2 separate regions of the Mus musculus genome follow, and region 1 is linked to region 2. A link is a contact called in public HiChIP or PLAC-seq data. All regions are on one chromosome and are shown on one strand. The core of a region is the stretch at or near the end of the contact, and the rest is flanking DNA. Distances in the headings are between cores, read along the strand shown. Region 1 overlaps Mtmr10 (myotubularin related protein 10). Region 2 overlaps Trpm1 (transient receptor potential cation channel, subfamily M, member 1).

Region 1 (7,076 bases), core at 1,299-3,798, 130 kb before region 2:
CTGCACCAAGGTCACATGCTATATTGAAGCAGAAGACAGCATTCCCTCAAGTCTTGTCTTCTACCCTCTGGCATTTTCAAGGAAATCCTGCCGCCCCAGGTCCCATCTTCCCGATGTCTCTTCGCCTTCCCAGCTGCCAGTGTCATCTCTGTGTGCATGTAGCCCTGGATCAAGCACTGCCCTGCCCAGGGTGCACATAACCACTCAAGGCCACACACTGCTAAGATCTCCTACCATAACAAGGCTTACTCATCATCCAAGACCTGCCACAAAGCCAGTGCTCCACAGGCCTTCTACTCCAAAGATGCTTCCATGAGACATCTTCTCAGAGCAAAGTGCAACCCCGAGTCTATGAGGCAGAACTCTAAGGGCACACATACAATACACACTCAGCTGAGCCACTCATCCTGAAATTAAGCGTGTGCACTGGGATCTCAGTTATATCTGTCTGCTGAGCAAACGCTTCTTTAAGGTATCTATATCTTTCAGGATTTGGGGGGAATTTAACAGGTTTGTTTTTTTTTCTCTCCAAAACCAAGAGAAATTTAGACTTCATTTTCTAGGGATTGAGTCTCTCCTTAGATGTATCTTCTATATTTTTAAGGAACATCACTTTTCCTGATTGTTCCAACATAATTTTTTATTACCATTCATTGATAAATAATAGATAGATAGATAGATAGATAGATAGATAGATAGATAGATAGATAGATAGATAGAAAGAAATAGATACAGGCACAAAATAAAAATGTCATTACCATTTACACACAGTTGCTTAAGTTTTACAAATGCCGCTTGTATTTCTTGGATGTTGGGCAAAGCCTTATCCAAATCTGACTTGTAAACATCACTTCTCTGTGGATGACTTTTAGTTATGGCATTGCAGATCCTAGTAAAGACAAAATCCTTTAGTATCTCTTCATCCATTTCTTCAACAGTAGACATTTACATTCAAAAGTATTTTATGCTTCCTGGGATAATCATACAATGGTGTCAGCCTATGGGGCCTAGTAAGGATGACAGGCAGTAATTAAACGGCCATCACACATAAAGCATATGGAATGTGAGGTGCCTCAGAACTAAGAGGTAGAGAGGCCAAGGCGGTGGGGTGAAGCGTGTTCATGGAGGAGCATGAAGAAGGTGACGCAGGAGGGAAGAGCCCTGTTGGGAGAGTGAAAAGACCAGGTAATTTCAGGTGGCTGGAGCCCAGGAAATGGAACATAGAAAGAGAAACACAGCACCAGTAACACACGGGGGCGAAGCTGGGGGGGCAGTCCGTGGGTTTATAACGTTCCTGGAAAACTAAGTGGACAAACGGGACGAAGACAGAGGCATCTGGCCGGAAGACATGCTGGGCAGATCCCTGAGTTCAGTTTTAGACATAAAGTTTAAAGGGCCTTGAAGGTGTCCACATGGCAGACATCAAGCTAACTAGAGATGATGTCAATGTGCTGGTTACTAAAGCCAGTCGTTGGTGTCCTTCTGCAGAAAGGAACACAGATCAAAAGGAGAAGTCATGAGAGCCAGCCGTGGAGGATGCAGCCCCAGCAAGGAACAAGGCAGTAGCTGAGGATCCTGGGCACTGAGAGCTGGTCAACTGTAAACAGCTATGAGAGCAAGCAAGAGAAGCTTCCTCCTAGTAACAGGGAGGTTACTGCTGACTTTATAGACATTGCTGAACTTGTATGCGCAGACCCATTAAAACCATTTTCTAAGCTACTCTGACTTCATTGACCTAAACAAGATGCAGAAAATTGAAAGAAGTTTAATTTATCCTGAAAATATGGAAATCACTGTACTTTCAATGTCAAAGACAAATGCTTTATCAAAGATCATTTTACTATATTTATTCTTTTCAAAATGGTAATTGTTGTATATAATATGCGGTGATACCAACTATTCCCACTTAGGAAGAGGCTTACTGCCTCCTTTCAGACAAACCCTGCTCTCAGTTACCTCTGGTCAATCTTCCTCTGTTGCAGCGCGTCTTTGATGAGGGCCATCCGCACAAGAGCACTGCCGTTAGAGTGGCTCCAGCACCAGAACTAGGAGACAAGCAGAATCCTCACTTAACTGGAGAGGAGCTGGACCTCAGCATCAATGACACCCAACAGAAGTCACTTACTGGCATTCTTCTTCCAACAAAGGAATGGGAAAAGATCTTCAGGTCTTGGTCTGCTAGTGAACTTGGCACAACAAAGTATTCTGGAAGGCTAGAAGGGAGAGAAACAGGTCATGCATGAGTCTTGTGCTCACCTACGTCCACTCTAACTCTAGTCATAATAGAGTGAACCTTAACTAAGAAAATGCTCCACCAGATTGGCGCGCAGGCACACTGTTGAGGCATTTTCTTGATTGATGATTGATGTAGGAGGACTCAGCCCACTGTGGTTAGTACCAGTCCTAGAATGGTAGTTCTGGGTGCTATGAGAAAGGTTGAGCCAACCATGAGGAGCAAGCCAGCAAACCACATTCATCAATGGCCTCAGCCTCCATTTCTGTCTTCTGGTCTCTGTGCTGTTTGAGTTCCTGTCCTGACTTCCTTCAATGATGAACAGATATGTGGAAGTACTAGCAAAATAAAGCCTTACTTCCCAAGTTGCTTATAGTCGTGGTGTTTAATCACAGCGCAGTAACCCTAACTAAGATACTGCCCATCACCGATGACTAGACAATAAAAATATGATTCATATACACAGGGGAATTTTATTCAGTAGCAAAGGAGAATGAAATCATGACGTTTGCAGAAAAATGGATTGAACTGAAAATCATTTTGTTAAGCGTTACAAGCCAAACATAAAAAGACAAATACTACATTTTTTTCAATGTCAAACCTAGATTTATGAGGAGTGTATGTGAAGGTCATGAAACTAGGAAGGGGACCATGGGGGAAATGAAACATGAAATGTGTTAAGGAAGTGGGGAAGAGGGAAAGGTAATGAAATGCACATGACATGAAAGCAAGAGGGCATTACTTAGGGGGAAGAAACCACCAAGAGGGGGACAGAGGAACTGGAGAGGAATGTGGGGGTTGGGGATGATTTAGAACAAAATACAACGGCACATACGTAAGAAAACGGCACTATGAAACCCATTGTTTTAAACTAAAATCTTAGTCGCAGGAGCTGGGAGACAAGTGAGGCAGTAAAGCTTCGACCACTGAAGCTCCAGACCCTGACGTCCCCAAAGCCATGGACGAAGCTGGCATGGGTGGCACCTGCTTAGGATCCCAGACTGGGGAGGCATAGGCAGGTGGATTCCTGGAGCTCACTGGCCGGCCAGCCTCGCCTAACCAACCAAGACACTCCATCTCAAAATAAAATGGTGCACAAAGTCCGAGGAATGATACTGGAAGCGGTTGGCCTCCACATGCACACATACACTCCACCACAACCGACTTCTTTAAAAGGAAGAAAAGTCCCGTAATTGTGACACAGTGATGTGTTCTGTGGCCCTCATCCAGAATGAATCACATTTATCTCCACTTGGTTGGATGGCACTGCATCCATCTCAGGAGGCACTGATAATCCAGACCATCTGGGTGTATGTGTGTGATGTGCACAGTCCTCATAAAATTAAATTCTGTCCATGAGAAAAATTCAGAACAATTTAACGTATTTCCTAGAATGACTATCAAATACATATACACTGTCTAGGAAGCATCTTTCTGTGTATATATACATCTTGATAGGCTGTGGGGTGAAAAAAAGATAGCAGGCAAACTAAACCAAAGCCCTTTGTAGTGGTTTGAACAAGAATACCTCCATAAGCCCATATGTGAATGTTTAGCCATCAGGGAGTGACACTATTTGAAAAGGAATGAGGAGGTATGGCTTTGTTGGAGAAAGTGTGTCACTTGGGGGGTGGGCTTTGAGGTTTCAAAAGCCCACAGTAAGACCAGTGTTGCTCTCTCTGCCTACAGATCAGGATGTAGCTCTGAGCTATTGTCCGGTGGCTGCCTGCATGCTGCCATACTCAGCACTATGATGATAACAGACTAAACCTCTGAAACTGTAAGCCAGCCCCAATCAAATGCTTTCTCTTATAGTAAGAGTTGCCTGAGTCATGGTGGCTCTTCACAGCAATAAAATAGTGCACAAGACAGCCCATGACTCTACAAAGATGCTCACGGCCCTCACTGTCTTCCTCTTCTACCCTCTTCGCCCAGACACTCTCCAGACCACAGTTACTGGTGGAAAAGTTCCCTGCCCTTTGAAACATGTCCTTTTCTTTCCTCCACACAGCCCAGCAGGCAGACAGAGGCAGGCCCAACCAGGCTGTGCCATGTGCTTCACAGGACAGACAGCTGCACATGCTGGAAAGACGAACAGTGAAATCCAAAGGAAAGAAGGCACGATCCGAAGCACCTACCTAGACATGTACACCGAGGAGGTCCCTCGACAGCACTGATCAGTAAATGGCAGCATGATTTTGCCCCCAAGAAAGCTGAGTACAAGCCAATGAAGACTTCAATGGTCTCAAAGCATTCTCAAAATTTCTCCAGTACTAAATTACGTTAACCAAAGAAACGAAAAGCCCTAGTCAGTTTTTTGTTTTTTTTTTTTTTTTTTTGGTTTTTCAAGACAGGGTTTCTCTGTGTAGCCCTGGCTGTCCTGGAACTCACCTTGTAGACCAGGCTGGCCTCGAACTCAGAAATCTGCCTGCCTCTGCCTCCCAAGTGCTGGGATTAAAGGCGTGTACCATCAAATTCTAGGCCACCAGCTCACTATTCTAAACTGTTGGGTAAAAGAAAGATTTATCTTGGTTTTTGGTTGTTTCTTGTTTGTCTGTTTGTTTGTTTGTTTCGAGACAGGGTTTCTCTGTATAGCCCTGGCTGTCCTAGAACTCACTTTGCAGACCAGGCTGGCCTGGAACTCAGAAATCCACCTGCCTCTGCCTCCTGAGTGCTGGGATTAAAGACGTGCACCAACATGCCTGGGTTATCTTGTTTTTTTATTTGAACTATAGTTCATGATACTTAGAGCTGAAGGATAAAGTCTGATAGAAAGTAGACAGATGGCAGACTTAGGATATAACTAGAAGTAACCATAGATAGCAGACCCATACAGCCATCCTCCACTGTGTGAAAACTACTTGGAACACTGAAACCATGATATAAAAAAATGGAACTTTTACACTAGACAGATTAAACAGACATAACCCTTGGGGCCTGTCGGTCAGTCATCACTTAAGTACACAGAGACACAGTGACCAAGGGGAGGCAGAGAGGGACAGAGAGGAGGAGATACAGCAAGCAAGCCAGAGACTGGATGGGATGCCCAGGGGACAGAGCACCACCTGAAGAATTCTTGCAAAAACACTAAGGCTTGATCCAATTCCTCCTCAGGATGCAGAAGAACATGTTAAAGAACACCACAGAAGTAAAACCAGTAATGGCAGAATGTGGGAAACTCCATAGAACAACAACCTGGTTTTATCTGTAAAGGCGTAGGTATAATAGAGGTAAGACAAGAACATTGTATGTTAAAAAGCCTATGGGGCTCTTAAGCTCTTACCTCTCACTCTTATCTCTAGCTCTCTTTCTCCCCTTCTCTCCACGTGGCCACGGACAGCCTCTTTCCTTCTACCTTTTCTCTTTCTCTCTGCCTTTCTACAATAAAGCTCTAAAACCATTAAAATAAATAAATAAAAATAAAAAAACCTATGGTACACATCACTCAAATTTAGAGTAAAACTTTCTTTAAAAGACAGTTTAAAAGACAACTTTAAAAGACAGTTGTAAAAAAAAACTGCAAACAAATACTAGATTACTGACATTAATAAAGAATTGCTGTCAACAGCTTTTAAATGCTATGGATGGTGTACTTATATTACAAAAGCCTTAACTTTAATTTTTTTTTTTTTATTTTAAACCCCATTTAAAGCAGGTATTAACCAAAACTGGCAAATTTATCAATGGACATAGAGTTAGACTATTCTTCACAGAGGTCTTTTCCAGGTGTGTGTGTGTGTGTGTGTGTGTGTGTGTGTGTGTGTGTGTGTGTGTCTGTGTTATGCATAAGTTAAAATAAGACTTACCAAGTAGATATCATGTAACCCTCGTTGATAGAACAAACTCTCCACCCAGAAGCGCCTGTCCTCTTGGTCTCTCTGTCCCAATCTGAGTAAGTTTCGAACAGTGGCGTCCTCTGGCTGCCGGTACTGCCAGCTCCACTCCATACTCCTCCACCTCCTGAGGATACTCCATTAACCTTGTTGGCTATAGGAAAGGCAATATTATTAATTTTGTTGAACTACTCCCTTCTCACCCAGAATTTGCTTGCTCTGTCTTCTATCACATACATGTCCTATGTGTGGCCTTCTGCGTCTAAAATTCACCCGGGTCTTCACCCAGCACTTTCCTACTGTATAGACACCTTTTACTGTCCTCATCTTCTACTGGCTTTATCTCCTGCGTGCTTGCAGGTGAGCAGGTCTTGAGCAAGTCTTCAACTTGGTTTTGAAGCCTTTCCCCCATCCCACTTGCTGCTAATGCTGCCGTGCCACACACAGCTCATTCTTCTACTAGGTACTTCCTTCAATGAACAGAAGCCTGCTGCCCATATTTGTCTCCATTGACTGCCCTTACTTTTCAGTCTCTCCCATTCCTAACAAATTATGGAAACTATTTCTGAGCCTCAAGTATCTCACTGCTCCAAACTGAGGGGAAATCTGCCATCTGCTTACTTTCTCCACTACGAAGTAGGGGTGCATGGATTCACCCAACAATTTTCAAGTCCTCAAAATATTTTATTTTTTCAAGCATCATCTCATCTGCTCACTAAATGATTCTTGTCTTTGTATAATTATTCAACTTGAGAAGCTGACAGAGCTGCTTGTACGTCATTAAAAGCCACAGCCCTGTCCCACATGGTGTGTCAGAGGGAGGTCTAGACTTCACTTCTTAGCAAAAAATGTGTCCCAAGACAGGAGCGTACCTAGAGCCCGGGAGCACCTGAAAAACATCAGGAGAGGAGCTGTGCCAACCAGCCTGATATGCCTTAGGGTGATGGCAAAACTCTTCTTGGTCCAGCGTCTTACTGCCACAGGTTTAAGTGGCAGTTCCTACTCCGACA
Region 2 (7,444 bases), core at 79-2,578:
CAAGAGGACCAACAGAGTCAACTAACCGGGATTTCTGGGAGCTCTCAGAGAATGAACCATCAACCACAGAACGAACACACACACACACACACACACACACACACACACACACACAGACACACACACACATGGGCTGGAATGAGGCCCTCGGCACATATGTAGCAGATGTGCAGCTCAGTCTCCATGTGGGGCCCCCAGCAACTGGAGTGGAGGCCTGTCCCTAAAGCTGTAGCCTGACTGTGGTATCCGCTCCCCAGCAGGGCTGCCTTGTGTAGCCTCAGTGGGAGAGGAGGGACCTAATCTGGTAAAGACTTGATTTGCAGGTGGGGGTTGGGGGTGGGGATACAGAGGGGGAACTCTCTCAGAGGAGAAGGGGGTGAGGAGGGCCTTGCGGAGGAGGGGACTAGAAGGGAGCACCGGAAGGAGCATAAATAAATAATTATAATGAGAAGGCAGGAGTTGGAGGAGGTTGGCCAGGAGAAATGTGCCTCTGGCAGTTAGGTCCTGTTCGGTCCACCCAGGCAGCACTGAGATGGAGCCATCTCAAGTGTGATTCTCTTTCCTTCTCAGCCCATGCAGGGCATCTGTGACCCCCATGGGGTGTCAGCTTGACTTTTGTCCTTCAGTCTCTGAGAAGGTGGGGTTTTCTGAGTGGCTGCCATTGTTTGTGGTCCTGGTCAAGTACAGTCTTTTTTTCTTACCCTTACTTCCCTCAGAATACTGGCTTCTCCCCTCGAGAGTACCAGCATGTGGGTCCTGGACAAGCAGTGGGAAGGGTGTAAGGGAGAGCAGCCTGATGAGCAATGGGGCCTGGTGTTTATTTTCTGGTAGAATGACCTGTGAGTGTGGCCGAGGTGTCCTGTGTAAGATAAAAGTGCATTCTCTAGGCTTTTAACGGAGCTTTACAGTAAAAGGGCGGAGTGAGGAGGTTGAGACAGTGTCAGAGGCTGGAGAAGTTTGCCCATGACAAGAGCTGAGAGAAGTCGGGGTCCTAGGGGATGAGAGGCTACAAGGCACATTAACAACTTGACCTTCACGTCTCTACATGAAGGACAGGGCCCAACAGGGAGGGTGGGAGAGAGCAGGCACACTCTCGAGACGGCTAGGGCAGGGACGAGGGTGAGTTGGGTGGGCTGTAAAGGCAGGGTGTGACTCTACTCTGGCAGAAATGGGAAAAGTGGCTTCCAGGCATAAACATTGGCTTTCTGCTACGTGAGACTGTTTACGCAATGGCCATTTCTTGGGCCAAAATTAACAGCAAAGTCCACAGTGAAATGACTGGACCAGTTTAGCCAGGACAAACTACTCGTTTCGTGTGTATATTTAGAGCAGACGACTCTGACTCTCACCCACGGCTGCTCATCCCTCACAGGGGCTTAGCTGGACTCAGGCATACAAAGTACAACTAGCTGCCAGTCGCACTTAAGAGGTCTAGACTCTGGTTTCTCCTTATAGCCTACAGGAAGTGAAGTGACTGACTGATGGCCCTGCACACTGCACGTGACTGTGGGATTCCACTGTGGAACACCCCACCCCCGGCCGCAAGGGGAGCACCTGGGGCAGCACCAACTGGCCAGGGAAACTGTCCACTGCAGAAAGTCAGACAGGCTCCCCAGCCAGAGAGCTTTCTGTGCACAGGGGATTAAAACCCACAGTCATTCCTTCCTGCTCCACCCTCTGCTTCAGGGGAGGCCCTGGCCTAGAGCCAACCGGCCTTTCTGGCTCTTGTGTCTCAAGTTTAGGCACAGCTTCTCTGTCTCTGTGGTGAAGCAGCTCTGAACACTTCCAAACTGCCCCCAGAAAATGAAGGAGAAGCTGCCCCTTGTCTGTGGGCTTGAGGCTGGTGTCAGACTCAGAGAGTCATGGTGCCTCGGGGGTTTACCTAGACTCTCACATGAAGACTTTATTTCTGGTGCTTGGCCCTCAGTATCCCTCAAAAGCACAGGGCTAGCCTATGTGAAATGTCAAAAGTTGTCCCAGCTCATCCAGCCAGTGACAGGACTCACGCTGTCTGCGCCAGGGGACATTGCCCGGACACATTAAGAAACCATTCTCCAATTGGGAGTCCCCGAGAAAAGAGTGATCTTTAAGTTAGCTGTCTTCCTCAGTAGTGTGGACTGATACGTTGTCGGTCTATGGTGACTCTCCTCCCACCCACACCTAGACAATCGATCCCAATTGAACTCAGTGTGCTACACACAGAGAGACTGGAAGGGGGACTAGCTGGGGGAAAGAGGGGAGTTAGTAAGAGAAGGAGGGAATAAAAGAAAGTAATAAGAGAATATGATCGAAACACATTGTATGTATATGTGAAATTGTCAAAATGTGAATATATTGAGATATAAGCCACAAGCCCTAAAATTTGCCTTAAAGCTTGTAGTTCATTGCTTTTGGTCCACTTCAGGGACTATATGACCATTGGCACTGTCTACATCCAGAACGTCTTCACGGCTCCTATAAAAGAGTCATGCGGTAAGGTAAGTCAGCAGGTAAGGTGCTTGCCACCAAGCCTGGGAATCTGTTCCCAGAATCCACACTGGAGAAAGAGAGAACTGTGTTTTACAGACTGTCCTCTGCCTCCACATCTGCACTGTGGTGTACACACACACACACACAGGCACACACACTCATATGCACACACATGTACACATATACAGAGGCACACACACACATACACATACACACATATACATTCACACACACAGGCCATAAGGAACCATTGGAGAAGGTGCAGACTCAGTTGCAGTTGAAGCTTCAATACCGAAGGGGTCATGGGAAGAGACTGAGGCCTGGCCCCATGTAACAAGGTTAGAGTCTCTGAGGAGAGGCCAGGAGAGGCTATTGGGAAAGGTACCGTCCAATTACAGTACAGAGCCCAACATTTTGAAGACTCCGATACCATAGATGACCACCAAGGACAGCAGCAGCCATGGAGGGATGCCCGCCTGAGTCCACAAGACAAGCTGTGTGTGTGGCAGAGGGCAGAGCTGGAGAAGTGCCACTGTTGAGGTCTTTGGAGCCCACAGGAACATGAGTACATTCCAGATGCCAGGTGCTGAACGTTTTACACTATTGGACGTTGGTTTTGGTTTTATTATGACCATGCCCTGACTCTTCCCTCTTGGAGTATAAAATTATGTAACTTTTTATTTTATTTTATGGGATCCCACAGTTAAGAGACTTTGGACTTCTAGAGAGACTGTAGTTTTAGAGAGGCTTTGAACTTTGAAAGAGACATTGGATGTTTTAAAGAGACTGAACTTTTGTTTGTATTGGGTTTTGGGGGTACAGGGTAGAAACTGAACGTTTAAAGTGTTTGAATTTCTATAGAGTGTGGGACTTTTAAAAGTTGGAATGTTTTATATTATAACATTATTAATATGAGATCTTAGGGATGAACAAGAAAGGAAGGCTTATAGTAACAGTGAAACGTTGTATGTCAACTTGACAAGGAGTATATTATGCTGGCTAGCTTTTGTCAACTTGACACACACTAGATATATCTGGGAAAAGAAAATCTCAGTTGAGGAAACACCTCCATAAAGTTGGCCCGTAGATCATGTCCTTATTGATGATTAATATGGGAGAGCTCTGCTTAGTGTGAGTAGCCCCACCCCTGGGCAGGTGGTCCTAAGTTCTATAACAAAGCAAGCTGAGACAGCCATGGGGAGCAAGCCAGTAAGCATCATTCCTTCATGGCTTCTGCTTCAATTTCTGCCTCCAGGTTCCTGCTCTACTAGAGCCCCTGCCTTGGCTTCTTCCATCAGCAATGTGTAGGCCAAATAAACCCTTTCCTCCCCAAATGGCTTTTGGTAATTGGCGTTTACTACAGCAATAGAAAGCAAGCTAAAATGATAAAGGCAAGGGAAGAAATCTTTCTTTGCTCACTGGGAGATCGAATGAGGCACCTTTTTAGTGTTTGTTTTGAGACAAGGATTCATGGCTGCCAGACTGGTCCCATACCTGCTACATAGCCTTGATGGTTTTGAACTTGTGATTTATCTGCTTTCGCTTCTGGGAACTGCAATGGCAGACCTGTATCATTCTATTTGGCCAACATGGAAACTTAGATAGCAAAACAACCCAAGGCAATGCTCAGATTCGAGGCAACCCTGTGGAGATTCTATGGACCTATTTTGTAGAAACAAAATCAGGGCTGATGCCCAAGTTCAAAGGAGGTTTCAATGGATAAATAGACTGTGAATCTTTGGAAAGCAAAAAGAACAAGATTGGAGAACTCATGTTTCACAGTTTCAGCCAAAATTCACACCTGGCATAGACCAAGAAAAGAGGATTTCAAATTCAGAAAGAGAAGCAGGGACCCCTGGACTCACTCCCCCTTGCTTGCCTTCCAGTCACCCCACCCACCCATGGTGCCACCTCAGAACCATGTGAATTCCTGACAACTATATCCTTAGTTAGAGATCTTCAGACCCAGTCATGCCACATATCAAGATGCCTGGTGCCTCGTGGTGTCCTGTGTCCCTGAATCCAGATAAGAACCACCAGCTTGGCCTCTACCCTACCTATCTCCACCAGAAGATGGTACAGCATCCTGATCCACACTTCCACAAAGCACCATTCACTGTGACTCCAGCCTCTGCCACCTAAAGACCACTAATGAGCCTTCCACACATTCCTGAAGATTGACAGCAAGAGCCTTCTAAGCATGCTGGGTAGTGATGCACTCCTGGCATTAGGAGGCAGAGGCAGGTGACTCTCTGTGAGTTAGGGGTCAGCCTGGTCTACAGAGCAAGTTCTAGGACAGCTAGGGCTACAGAGAGAAACTCTGTCTCAAAACATACACACACGCACGCGCGCGCGCACACACACACACACACACACACACACACACACACACACAAACCTTCTAAGCCTACTGAGGGTTGCTCCTGGGTTCAGAAGATGTGCCTATACTGAGTTAAGACCACTTTTGACACCTTTTTCACATCAATACAGATTGGCTCGAAGACTGAACCTCAAGTGCCATTTATCTGGCCCACCATCTGACAAGCTTGGGTAACAGCAAAGTTCCAAGCCTCTACTCAACAAAGCAAGACCAAATATCCACCCCAAGAAACACCACCAATAGTCTAATTCCAGATGCCTAGAATCCATCACAAAACCATAAACAATACAAATAACCAAAACGATGTTTTGGTTATTAATTACTCCATCATAATGTTCCCTTGGCTGATGCTCAAGACAGGATTTTTAAAATTGCAATGATAAATGTGTTCAGAAACAACCCTATGTATCTATGGGAAACTGATGTGTAATGAGGGTGTCAAGCTCTCTCAGTGCTGATAGTGCTGAAAATGTTGTATTTTCACACACCAGAGAATAAATTTAGACCCTTACCTCATGCCCCTCACAAAAACCAACTCAAATGGGATCAGACCTAGAAGTAAGAGCTAGAACCATAAATCTTTTAGAAGGAAGAGGAACGTGGGACTAAATCTTGACTTGGCAGTGCACGTCTAAATGGTACCAAAGCATGAACAACAACAGAAAGTAGACAAACGATTTCATTAAGTTAGAAATGTGCATAAAGGCGCATTAAAGGTGCATCCTGAAGAGCAGGAGGAAATATTCTCAAATAATCTATGTGGTGAGGGTCTAGTACCTAGATCATGTGAGGGTGTCTTGCCACTCAACAGCAAAAAGACAAGCTAGCTGAGAAGGAGCAAAGGAAGGTAGCATAGCTTTTGGTTGCAGGACATAAGGTATGAAGTTTGAAACTGGCCTGAAACCATCCCTGCCAGCTAGTTTTCACCGCACTGGAAGGTGCTGGGCATGCCAGTGGGAGAGAAAAAACTGGCCTTATCCAGTGCTGGATTAGACTACAATGTCAACCTGCCAGGCAAGACATGCCCACTGGTGCAACAGTAGCATGAGACTCTGGGCAGAGCCAACTGCTTTCTGATCAGAACTGAGGCCTCTTTCAGGGGAGGGAACTCATGCCTGGTACTGCACAACCGCTCAAAAGCCAATGACTCAGGTAGTCAGAGGGCCCAAGGGGAACCTACTGCTGTTGTTTTGCTAAATGAACACGTTAAACTGCCTTATATTTATGTTTGTACTCGTAGATCAATGCTGCCTTCCATCTTGACCAGAGAAGCCACTTTCTGCTGGGGCAGCAATATAGACTCATAACTGCTCCGGGTGCTGAGAATAAGAGATTTTGAGATTGCCCCGCCCTGACTGGGACATCCCTGCTGAAATGGAAAGAACTAGAACTGATTTGTCTAGCATGGCAGAAACATGGCTGAGCCCTTGCGTATGGTCTCAGCTGAGATATACTGAGGACAGGGTAAACCACCACACAGCCATTCACCATGGTCAGGTGTGCCCCAGAGTCTGCAAGATTTCAAAAACCCGAGAATCCTGACATGAAGTATCTCATAAATAAGCTTTTAGGTGTTGACATGTTTATTGAGTTCAAAACCTATAGAATTGAAGTTGACTTCATTTATTCATTTTTTGTAAGTGGCATTAATCATAGTGGCAGTCCATAGCTGAACCTGCTCTCCCCCCCCCCCCCCCCCCGCTTGAGACAGTCTCACCATGTAGTTTAGATGATCATGAACCCTGACCCAGCCTTTCAAGTTTTGGCATTGCAGGTGTGTGCAAACACCAGGCAGGCTATTCTTTCTAACTGAGTTTTTAGACATTGAATTCCTTTAGGTTGCAGAAGATATTGGTGAATAGGGATCCACTTACTCCTAGCTGGGGACTTCCAGTTTCTAGATCCAGGCCCAGACTCTAACTTCAATTTCTCTCTCTCTCTCTCTCTCTCTCTCTCTCTCTCTCTCTCTCTCTCTCTCTCTCTCTCTCTCTCCATTTGTCTCTTTCTCTCTGTCTCTGCTCTGTTTCTATCTCTATCTCTCTGTGTGTCTCCAGAATATCTTGAAAAAAAATATTCAGCCAAAGTGGAAGAAGAATTTTTCAAAACCATCTAACACCTTGTCCCCCAAGTAAGAGACTTATTTTATAGCTTGTTGGAAAATCTATTTCCACTCACTGGGTGGGGGGGGGGGGGGTTGACAAGCAAGCTCAAATGTCTGGGGCCCACTCCATTTCTTGCACCATTCATGAACTTAGGAGTTAGAGAGTCAAATCAAGCTCTAGACTTCTAGAAAGTAATCAAGCAAACAACAATTATAGCAAACACACGTGACATGAATTGACATTTCCAGTGACATTTTCTGGGGTCTAAAATAAGCTGCAGAGAGTGGCCAACTTACACTACAAATATAACTGTAAATGTCAGGCAACACTGCCAGAGACAACTCTTCCCCAGTCAAACCCGTCTTCCTCCTGTGTGGAGGTGGGGCCTTGTTCCTGTGACTGCACTGAGTTCAGACAGGGCTCAAGTCTCTCCTCTCTTCCTACCTTCATTCTCATAAGCACGAGTCCACTCTATGCACAGTGTCCTCCTCCC

Evidence for each region. HiChIP or PLAC-seq counts read pairs in DNA pulled down with a chosen protein or histone mark.
Region 1: a contact with region 2 is called in an H3K27ac HiChIP or PLAC-seq map of microglia, with 6 times the contacts expected there. The contact joins two enhancer-like sites. A contact is called at or near these places in 1 of 15 datasets of contacts at CTCF or cohesin (the NIH/3T3 cell line), 12 of 484 Hi-C or Micro-C datasets (the C3H10T1/2 cell line, CD8 T cells, ECoMG myeloid progenitors and 9 more), 5 of 115 datasets of contacts at active chromatin or transcription factors (T-cell acute lymphoblastic leukemia, epiblast stem cells, extraembryonic endoderm stem cells and 2 more) and 4 of 9 other capture datasets (adipose tissue, liver, macrophages and 1 more).

What each region holds. Positions count from the first base shown.
Region 1 is chr7:64,313,228-64,320,303 of GRCm38.p6, reverse strand. It overlaps Mtmr10 (myotubularin related protein 10), which reads right to left. Exons shown (of 16, transcript NM_172742.2): 7 at 6,040-6,220; 8 at 2,126-2,213; 9 at 1,957-2,045; 10 at 759-889. Among named protein-coding and RNA genes, the nearest start is that of Mtmr10, 29 kb to the right of the region's middle. Within about 2 kb of position 2,548, at least 3 of the 459 cell types and tissues checked have an H3K27ac peak or open chromatin away from gene starts, as enhancers often do. A contact at or near this core is called in microglia, where this site is marked.
Region 2 is chr7:64,186,570-64,194,013 of GRCm38.p6, reverse strand. The region is part of intron 1 of Trpm1 (transient receptor potential cation channel, subfamily M, member 1); the gene reads right to left. Among named protein-coding and RNA genes, the nearest start is that of Mir211, 16 kb to the left of the region's middle. Within about 2 kb of position 1,328, at least 88 of the 459 cell types and tissues checked have an H3K27ac peak or open chromatin away from gene starts, as enhancers often do. A contact at or near this core is called in microglia, where this site is marked.